Regions from separate parts of the Drosophila melanogaster genome. Here region 2 is linked to region 1. A link is a contact called in public Hi-C data. All regions are on one chromosome and are shown on one strand. The core of a region is the stretch at or near the end of the contact, and the rest is flanking DNA. Distances in the headings are between cores, read along the strand shown. Region 1 overlaps tai (taiman). Region 2 holds the start of CG4438.

Evidence for each region. Hi-C and Micro-C count contacts between places; a contact is called where the count stands out from the background.
Region 2: a Hi-C map of the Kc167 cell line shows a contact between it and region 1, with 10 times the contacts expected there. A contact is called at or near these places in 6 of 107 Hi-C or Micro-C datasets (the Kc167 cell line, cellular blastoderm embryo, embryo and 1 more).

Annotation. Positions count from the first base shown.
Region 1 is chr2L:9,200,577-9,205,675 of dm6, reverse strand. All of the region lies in intron 2 of tai (taiman), which reads right to left. Among named protein-coding and RNA genes, the nearest start is that of tRNA:Thr-AGT-1-1, 33 kb to the left of the region's middle.
Region 2 is chr2L:9,394,332-9,399,284 of dm6, reverse strand. CG4438 reads left to right here and starts at 1,297. Exons shown (of 2, transcript NM_001201824.2): 1 at 1,297-1,452; 2 at 1,521-2,286. The coding sequence starts at 1,539. The coding sequence ends at 2,108. All of the region lies in intron 2 of Shawl (Shaw-like), which reads left to right.

The DNA.
Region 1 (5,099 bases), core at 781-3,280:
TATGCAAAAAGAAAGGAACACAGAGAGGGGGTCGTGTAAGTCCTAAAAGAGCAGCATAAAATCCTGGCGCATTACAGTTACAGTTGTGTAAGGACCAACATAAAATATAATAAATTGAAAACAGTGGAGACAACCTCCATGCTCTCTCCTTCTCACTCGCACCTTCACAATACCACAGCAACGACCTACCTAACAACAACAACCATGGTGCAAAAAAAGAAGAGAAGCTCCACACAGAGACAGAAACTACGTCAACAAAGTGGGAACGAAATGGAAACGGGATATTGGAACATTCCCATTGCCATTTTGTTTGTGTTTGTTTTGCTCCAATTAGCAACTCGCCTGCTCTCTCGCTCTCTGTCCCGCTCTTGTGGCTTTGTCGCTTGCGTCATTTTGCCTTTGCAAAGCCAGCATTTCTTTGCGCGGAGAAAGCTTTTCTTTGGGAACCCAAACAGCTGCTGTGGCTGTGTCGCCTTGTCGCCGTGCAGCTTTCACAGTGTGTTTCATTGTCATCTCGCCTCATTCATGATGACGCCAAAAGAAAGCAACAACAGTACTAGCTAAGTCAAAAGCAGAAAGAAAACGCCGGTTGGGATAGGGTCTCAATTCCATGTGGGATTCCCTGCCCCTTACCGCTCCATCTAACCATCTATCTCATTTTCACCCTCTTAATTTCTTTTAATTACTTATGTTTCTACTGCTTTCTTTTTATACCATTTGCATGGCAATTTTCTTAAAATATTTTTTTTTCATTTTCACAGTTTTCAATTTACTATTCCTAGTATTTTAAAAACTTGCATTCCATTTTATAAGTTTTTCTTTGAAATATTTTGATGTTTTAAGTCCATTATTTGCACGTTACTATGTCGAGATAGCACAAATTACCAGAATATGAAATATTTTATTTTGCTAATGATAATACAAGAAATGGTTAGAGCTATAGTTAAGCTAAAGATCGTTTGGTAGGTCTAAAAATGTGAAATTCGCCTATAAATACATGAATATGTATGTGTTTCTTTTCTAAGAACTTCACACTGGTTGAGATACGAATATGTTCATGTAACCACAACCATTAGATGTGTATTTGTTCCCCGCCAATGGGCTTATCAACATGAAAAACGACAAGTAAACCCAATCATAACCCATCGTGGAAACTAAAGTACACTCAAAATAAGGTTACCACACGATTATGACGTGAGTAGAGCGAGGAACTAATTAAATGTTCTACAAACACAATTTCGTACCCATTCATAAATCTCTCAATGGGTCAATCAAATCAAGTAAAAGACTTTTTAATGAAAGCCACAAGATTTATGAACACCCGAGAGATCGCATTTTTAATTAACACACAAAACTGACGAGTGTAGAGATGAGAATGAGAGCTTTCAGCAATTGAGCGAAAATAGTTTGCTGAATTTTTCAGATGCGAAATTCGAATTGAGAGGCACGCAAATGGGTATTATTTATTCACACATTCACATTAGGGAATTGATGTTTATTTTGATTACAATAAAAACGAAGTACGGAAACAAATCGATTAATGCAAATTTGTTGTGGGCGAAGCGAAATTTATAGGACACAGCTGTTTTCGGGGAAGAGATCAAATATCTTTTTAAGTTTTATTATATTTGATGTAGAATATATTAGTTCTTGCGACTGGAAAACATCAGGGATTCCCGCAGATCTTGGGATCCAAACAGGAATGCCATTAATTTCGCATAAAAAGATCGAGGGAATGAGTCTGAAATAAACAAGGATTAGGTTTTTAGCAGCTTGCCCACTACGGCGTGTACACCACAAAATGCTCCATAAAAGTGTCGAGATTTCTCAAAAGTGAGAACATGAAACCCGCGCATTATCACAACTTTAATGAGTTGTTCTATGGCTGGAAGGAAATAAAAATATGAGAGGAAAAAACGAAAATAAAAACTGTCAGAAGGCAACGTGTTCTGGCTATTCCCAACCGTTCCCCTCTCTCACCGGTTCGCTCAGAGAAACGAACGAAAAACGCTAACGAAACGAAAATGCAAAATGTCAATGTCCTCCACTGTACAGTTCAGCGTCAGAATTGCGTCGCAGTTTTGTGTTTTTGCCCACAGAACGCAGAACTGTTCTCGCGGAACGACGGAATAGAACGCGATGCAAGCCAACAGAAGCGAAAAAATAAGACAAACGTAAGCGTGGACTTCTGGAATGGAGCCAGTATGAGTGTGTGTGTGGGTAAGAGAGTGTGGAATGAAGTAATGGGGAAGTGGGGATTACGGGGGACTCGCATGCGTGCGTAGTCCTCTTTGGGGCTTCTCTTCTCATAAGGGGTATAACACCATTCCGGACACAAATTCATCAATAAAACTCTAAGTAAACTCATTTGCCTAGACTTACATGTAATTAAAGGAAATATTAAACGTTGTCCAATAAACAATAATCTAAACATAAGCATTCCCAAGATACTTTAGCAAAAAGCATTGTTTTGTCTAAGTTCAATGGGGATATTACATGTTACAATATTATTATATTATTTGGAAGAAGTTTAAAAAATGTATATAATTTTGTAAACATGCCACTTTTAAGAGCATGCATTAAGGCCCTTTAGAAACGATTCTACTGACTTGCTGCAAAGTTTCTTTCAGAGTTTCGCGAGCGTTATAAATCCAAAGCAAATACCAAATACAAATAACGTCATTTTGTTCGAGCCAATATCCAATCCAATCCAATCCAATATCCATCTTAGTGCTCCTCCCATATTGCATTGGTTGGAGCAACTTTTTTAATAAGCCCCGATAACTGGCAAAGAACGGGGGCGATTCGAATGAAATGAGTTCTTGTTGAGCCAATACTTAATGAAAAACGGAAATGCCATTTTAGATTTATAGTTGTGATAAACAGCAACCGCAGCCCGGCAAAGAGCAATTGGCCAGTTGAAAGTTGGTAACAACTTTTGGCCGGCTTTGCCAACAGATGTTGGCGGAACTTGTTCCTCGCCTGCGGCCAAAAAGTTAGCCAAGGAAATGTTGCACAAACTTCAAAAAAAAGATTTAAGGCTTCCTCGCTGGAGCTGAAGAGAAAAGCTAATATTTTCAAGCCAGTATAAGTCGACACTAAAAACTAAAACAATATTATTATTTAAGAGTTTTACCTCCGCAGCTTCATTATGGAACATTGATCTTCCAACTAAGGTACACTTACACTAATCACGATAACATTTACTTTCTTCGAATTCATTCGATACATACCTGCAATGAGAAGAAAACCAAATTGAATTAGCAATGCGTTGGGTGAAAACAATTCTAAAGAAATGGAAACCTCGTGGAAGAGGCACCCGAACAATAAGAAACCCACAAATAGCCATAGACCAATATACTTAAGTACCGACATTGGTGTTGTCGCCACTGGCTGATTTTGTTATTGTTGTTCGCCCTACACCTGCACGTGTAATCAAATACAATAAGCCATAAAAAATTATCATAAACAAGACGCTGCCAATGCGGCCAAATGAAAAATAAAGTTGACAATGAGACTGGAATATGGATGGTCGATGGTCGATGGTCGATTGGTGGTAGGCGGCTTTGGTGCCTGGTGCCTGGCATTGTTATTGGGTCGAAGGTGAGCCCTCGAAAATCCTTTGGCACATACAGACAAGGACACGATGGCCAGGCCAGCAGCAGCAGCAACAACAGCAGCAACTGGCAATGGCATAAATTAAGGACCAACATGTTCGGTGGCAACAACAAGGCTCCACAAGTGTTGACAATAATGGCAACACGAAAAGCTTTGAGGCTGTGTCAATTCGATGGCTGTCCTTGCTGAGCTCCGATTTTCCCCGACACTTTCTCCCTATTTTCCCCATTTTCCACACTCACTCTGTCGATTCGCTTAGAATATTTTACAGTTCGTGCCGTTTTGAGTGAAACATGATGTTTGGCTAATTCAAAAGATTTACACTGAATTTCGCAATTCAATTTTTCCTATGATTGAACAGTTGCCATGCGAGAGAAATTTTCCCCTGCACACTTTGCGAGCCATTGCATTTATTTTTTTCATTGAAACGCAGCTCTAATAAATTGCTGAAATTGGTTGGAACTAAATTCTTATTTAAAGGGCTTCTTAAAAAATGTATGCAAAGTTCTAACCATTATATTACATCGGAATACTGCGAAATATTTCACCTTTGTTATGCCCTCTTAGAGGACATTAAACTTGAAGCTTTAATAGCGTAATAGCCACCTACTCTGCGCCTTTTGATAAAACAAAAAGTCAGCCAAATGAATGTGGCTCCCATGACGTCACCGCGGGGTATACAAAAAAGTATATATGAGATAAAAAAAAAAACAGAAAAATAACGCATCAACCCCTGACGAAAAAGTTCATTGTCTTAGCTTTACAGTTTATTGCACTTAATTAACGTAAAAAGTTTGGTCGAGAGGAGGGGAAGGCTCGCCTTGCCTTCTGGATGGCAACACCTACCAGCTGCAGATACATAGATACAGATACAAAGCGCCAGCGATAATGAATTATTAGCGAAAAAACAGCAGGGCAACAGCCAGAGTATCTTTATCCCGAATCTCGGGCTGTATCTGCCGGATATTAGAGCACTGCCAACAAAGCGACAACATGTGTCGCCCCTTCAACAACGTGCAACAGCAGCAACAGCCGCAGCAACAGAAGGCGAAGGCGTTGCAAGTTCTTAGGAACTTTGAATCACTGTCTTTTCTTCCCCCAATTTCTACAATTTCCTCCGTCTGCCCGCACTTGAAGTTCTTTTAATGTTGCATGGCAAATTTAATTTCTAAATTGCAGCTGTCGTCGCTCTGCCGCACATTTGTCTCGCTCTTCGTGTGTCCATAATCTTGCCAATAGTATCGTCATAAATCATGCCAGCCGAACAGCGCAGACATTTCATCAAAAATCCGCAAGAGGATCTCATTCCCCTTTAGCCATTGCGTATACGCCGCGTGTGCAGTGAGGAATTGAAGCGTGGTGTCCCAGACCCAGACGCTTGAAAGAGCTGCCAGGCAATCGCCACATTTCTAATAATTTACAGACAAACTAAGGAATTCTCTTGGCATTTTATAAAATAAAAGAAGGTCTTACAATGAAGA
Region 2 (4,953 bases), core at 48-2,547, 190 kb before region 1:
AAGGACATTTTTCCATCCACGTTATCGCTCATTTTTGCCTTCTTTTAAAATCCGAGCGTTGTTTGCTTTGTGTTGGCCATGTTAGACGTTTTTAGCGTCTAGTGCATCGCGGCTGCCTGAGCAAATATTTGAGCTAGTTAATAGCCAAGAGCTATGGCGATGGCGATGCACTGCCTGGCAACTCATCAGCCTCGCCAGCGTCTCGTCTGGCATTTGTGGCGCCCTCGGCATGCCCAGAAGATTCCGAGCGGAGTGGGTCCCAGCCCAAATGGGGTATATGAACATAAACGTGTTCACTGTGGTGGGGGGGGGGGGGAAGGGGGTACCGGCCCATCATCAATGGCTCTCCTCACGCCAATGCGCAATACACTTCCACTTTATGCACATTTCCGGGCTAGCGCGGCAAACAAAAAAATGGGTGACGGGGCCACAGACGAAAAGAAACGGATATCTAGGTACCTGGTAGATGCCAAAAGCCCAATGACATAATTTATATAAAACAGTAACTATCTGGGCCATAATAAAGAGAACAACATAAGGTGCTTATGGTAAAAATACAAACAATGGTATTTTATTTAGGATTTTATGATTTTTCATAAAAATAACTAAAGATTTCTTTATTATTTTAAGAAATGCACACTCTTTTAAAGCAAAAACGAGTGAAACACCTTGTCAAAAACCGATTACAGGGTATGAGTACACTGATGTTGCCGCCCTCGTGTATGACATGTGTACCAGGAGGCGTGGCCAGGGGGCGCACGCGGAAATGGCATTGCATTCGGCAAACAACAAAAGGCCTGCAACAGTCGGCGAATTCTTAGAACCAGACGAGCTGGTTGTCGAGCAGTCGGATGATGTGTGGAAACGTTTCCATTTGAAGTGGCACCAAAGCCATCATCGTTTTCACTTTTGTTGCAGCAATGGAAGCTTCTGCTCCTGCTGTTGTCGTTGCAACAGAATGTTGCTGGTGTGGGCAGGATTACAAAGTTCCACCTTATTGACTGCAACAGCATTTTTGCGCATTTTCACGCTATTGCCGTTGATGGCGTGAAAATCGATGGCATCTGCGGCGACCAAATCCGTAATCAGTAATTTTTAATTACTGGCTTGATTTGGGCAGTGGATGAGGTCTATTAAAAGGCTTAAAATAAAATAGCCAATCGATATTGACGCACACACGATTTATCTATTTTTAACTATTCAGCTTGATGTGTTGCACTGCATTTGCATTTCTGTTTAAGTGTTAAAATATAGAAAAGCAACACATGACTTTTAATTCAAAACATTTCTAAAGAGAAGACAACAAAGTGTGTTTGAGCAGCTATTGAAATTTTGTTTTCACGCAGAAATTATCACATTTCTATCAGATTTTCTACGGCTCTTTGCAGTTGTGCTAATAGTTGTTTAAGCAACGTGATATTAAAAAGTTTATCTAAAAGGCATAAACAAACCGTAAGTTTATCTTTGCCTTGTGCAAAAAGCAGCAGGACATACAAACTTATGATAATCCAGGTACATAGAAAACCGATAGGATCATCATGCCACGAGGAAAGTTCCTTAGCTACAAGGGTCGCACTCGCCAGTTCACATCCCCCGAGGAACTGCGGCAGGAGTCAGAGGACGATTACGACCAAGTCAGCGGCTCTGGTTCAGATAGCGATGAGAAAGTAGCAACCAGGGGAGGAGCCAATTCATCCTCCTCCATAGCAAAGGATCGCACCTTGAAAAAAGCGACTCGCAATCAGAAATCGTCGTCAGATGAGGTGGACAGTTCTTCCGAGGATTGCGAAACGGAATCTCGTGTTGCCAGAAAGGGCGTGGCTTCACTCATTGAAATCGATAATCCCAACCGGGTGTCCAAGAAGGGGCCACAAAAGATTTCAGCCATTATGCTTGATCAGACCAAGGCGGGGCTATCCCGCCGCGATCAAGATCAGAGTGCTCGCAAGCGTTACGAGAAACTCCATGTAGCTGGGAAAACCACCGAGGCTAGGGCCGACTTGGCCAGGCTGGCTCTGATCCGGAAGCAGCGCGAAGAAACCGCTGCTAGGCGTGAAGCGGAGAAGAAAGCAGCCAATGTGGTCACCAAGAAGCCGTTTGCCAAGTAGAGAATCCATCTCTTAAAGCATCCATTCCCCAAACGGGAATGAATAAATAAATAAAAAAAATGTTAAGAAATATGCATGAAAGGGTCTAAAATTAATTATTTATTTAACAATCATTCAAAATTTTTAAAGTTTTTCAAAGCGGTCTTTTATAACTTTAAATTCTACAATAATAAACCCTTTGTATCATATTTTCTATATTATTTGGAGCGAACAAGTTACTTACATATTCTTTTTAGTATTCTCTCGTCTCGCCACATGTAGATTTATTTTCTACATTATATCCCTACTTGACTAGACCATTTTGCATTTAGCTTTTTTTTTTCACCATTTATCCCGTTTAATCCCATAGTGCGTAAATCGCATTATGGCCATAGAATGTGTCTGTAAGAGCATTTAGCCTGCTCAACGGAGGTAATAGGCCAACAACGAAGGAAATCGCATGGTTGACACGGGGGTGTGAGGATGTGAGGCTTCGGGGCAAAATGCTGACACATCTGGTCTGAAACTGGATCGTTGGCACTTTATTGGGTTAAGTGCGATGCAATTGCGTGGCTGAGTGAGTTGAACGCAATTTGATTTTTCACTTATGGGTACTTGCGATTTTCCAGCGATATCCGAGCGATTTCTAAATCGCGCAGAATGGGAAATATTCGGTGCATAATTTTGGGCTTTAACAATTTAAGTTTCCTTCGACATTTTTTTTACTTGTTTACAGGATATTCCTCAGCGATCACGATATAGACGTAATGCTTACCACGGAAACACACATGCGAGTTGGTCAGCGCATCTATCTCCCAGGGTATCTTATGTATCACGCCCACCACCCCAGTGGTAACAGTAGAGGTGGCTCTGCAGTCATCATAAAATCTAGACTTTGTCACAGCCCTCTGACACCTATCTCTACTAATGACAGGCAGATAGCGAGAGTGCACCTGCAAACATCGGTTGGGACCGTCACTGTAGCTGCTGTTTATCTACCTCCAGCAGAAAGATGGATAGTAGATGACTTCAAATCCATGTTTGCTGCGTTAGGCAACAAATTTATTGCTGGTGGTGATTACAATGCCAAACATGCATGGTGGGGGAACCCAAGATCCTGTCCTAGAGGTAAAATGTTGCAAGAAGTCATTGCACATGGGCAATACCAAGTTCTGGCTACGGGCGAACCCACTTTCTACTCTTACAACCCTTTGTTAACACCATCAGCCCTTGATTTTTTTATAACCTGTGGGTACGGCATGGGCAGGCTAGATGTACAAACTCTCCAGGAACTCTCGTCGGACCATCTTCCTATTCTGGCTGTATTGCACGCTACGCCGTTAAAGAAACCACAACGCGTACGACTACTTGCCCATAATGCTGACATAAACATATTCAAAACCCATCTTGAACAGCTGAGTGAGGTAAATATGCAAATTCTGGAGGCGGTGGACATTGATAATGCCACAAGCCTTTTCATGAGCAAACTAAGTGAGGCTGCTCAGCTTGCTGCACCGAGAAATCGGCATGAAGTAGAGGCCTCCAGACCACTTCAACTTCCTCCCAGTATATTGGCACTGCTCAGGCTAAAACGAAGAGTTCGAAAAGAATATGCTAGAACAGGTGATCCCCGCATGCAACAGATCCACAGTAGACTGGCCAACTGCCTGCATAAGGCCCTTGCTCGAAGAAAGCAGGCCCAAATAGATACCTTCTTGGATAACTTGGGTGCTGACGCGAGCACAAATTACTCACTGTGGCGTATCACGAAACGGTTCAAAGCTCAGCCCACCCCAAAATCAGCAATCAAAAATCCGTCTGGTGGCTGGTGTCGCACTAGCTTGGAAAAAACTGAAGTGTTCGCTAACAACCTTGAGCAACGTTTTACACCCTATAACTATGCACCGGAAAGTCTCTGTCGTCAGGTTGAAGAATACTTGGAATCGCCCTTTCAAATGAGCCTGCCTCCGAGTGCTGTCACACTGGAAGAAGTGAAGAATTTAATAGCCAAGCTGCCACTTAAGAAAGCTCCTGGAGAAGATCTTCTTGATAATAGAACCATTAGACTTCTCCCAGATCAAGCATTGCAGTTCCTTGCCTTAATATTCAACAGCGTTCTTGATGTTGGCTACTTTCCGAAAGCTTGGAAATCGGCGAGCATAATTATGATCCATAAGACTGGAAAAACACCGACAGACGTTGACTCGTACAGGCCCATCAGCTTACTCCCATCTCTGGGTAAAATTATGGAGAGGCTGATCCTAAACAGGCTGCTCACATGCAAGGATGTTACCAAAGCGATTCCCAAATTTCAGTTTGGCTTCCGGTTTCAGCACGGTACTCCTGAGCAACTACATAGAGTAGTGAACTTTGCTCTGGAAGCTATGGAAAACAAGGAGTATGCAGTAGGTGCCTTTCTTGATATTCAACAGGCTTTTGACAGAGTCTGGCACCCTGGGCTCCTGTACAAAGCGAAGAGGCTGTTCCCGCCGCAGCTATATTTGGTTGTTAAAAGTTTCCTGGAAGAACGCACATTCCACGTCTCTGTTGATGGGTACAAATCATCAATCAAGCCAATTGCAGCTGGAGTTCCTCAAGGAAGCGTTCTTGGCCCAACCCTATACTCAGTTTTTGCTTCGGACATGCCTACTCACACACCAGTCACAGAGGTAGACGAAGAAGATGTGCTCATAGCCACCTACGCTGACGATACTGCTGTGCTCACGAAAAGTAAAAGTATCCTGGCTGCCACTTCTGGTCTACAGGAATACCTGGATGCATTCCAGCAATGGGCTGAGAACTGGAATGTGCGCATCAACGCTGAGAAGTGTGCCAATGTGACGTTCGCCAACCGAACAGGTAGCTG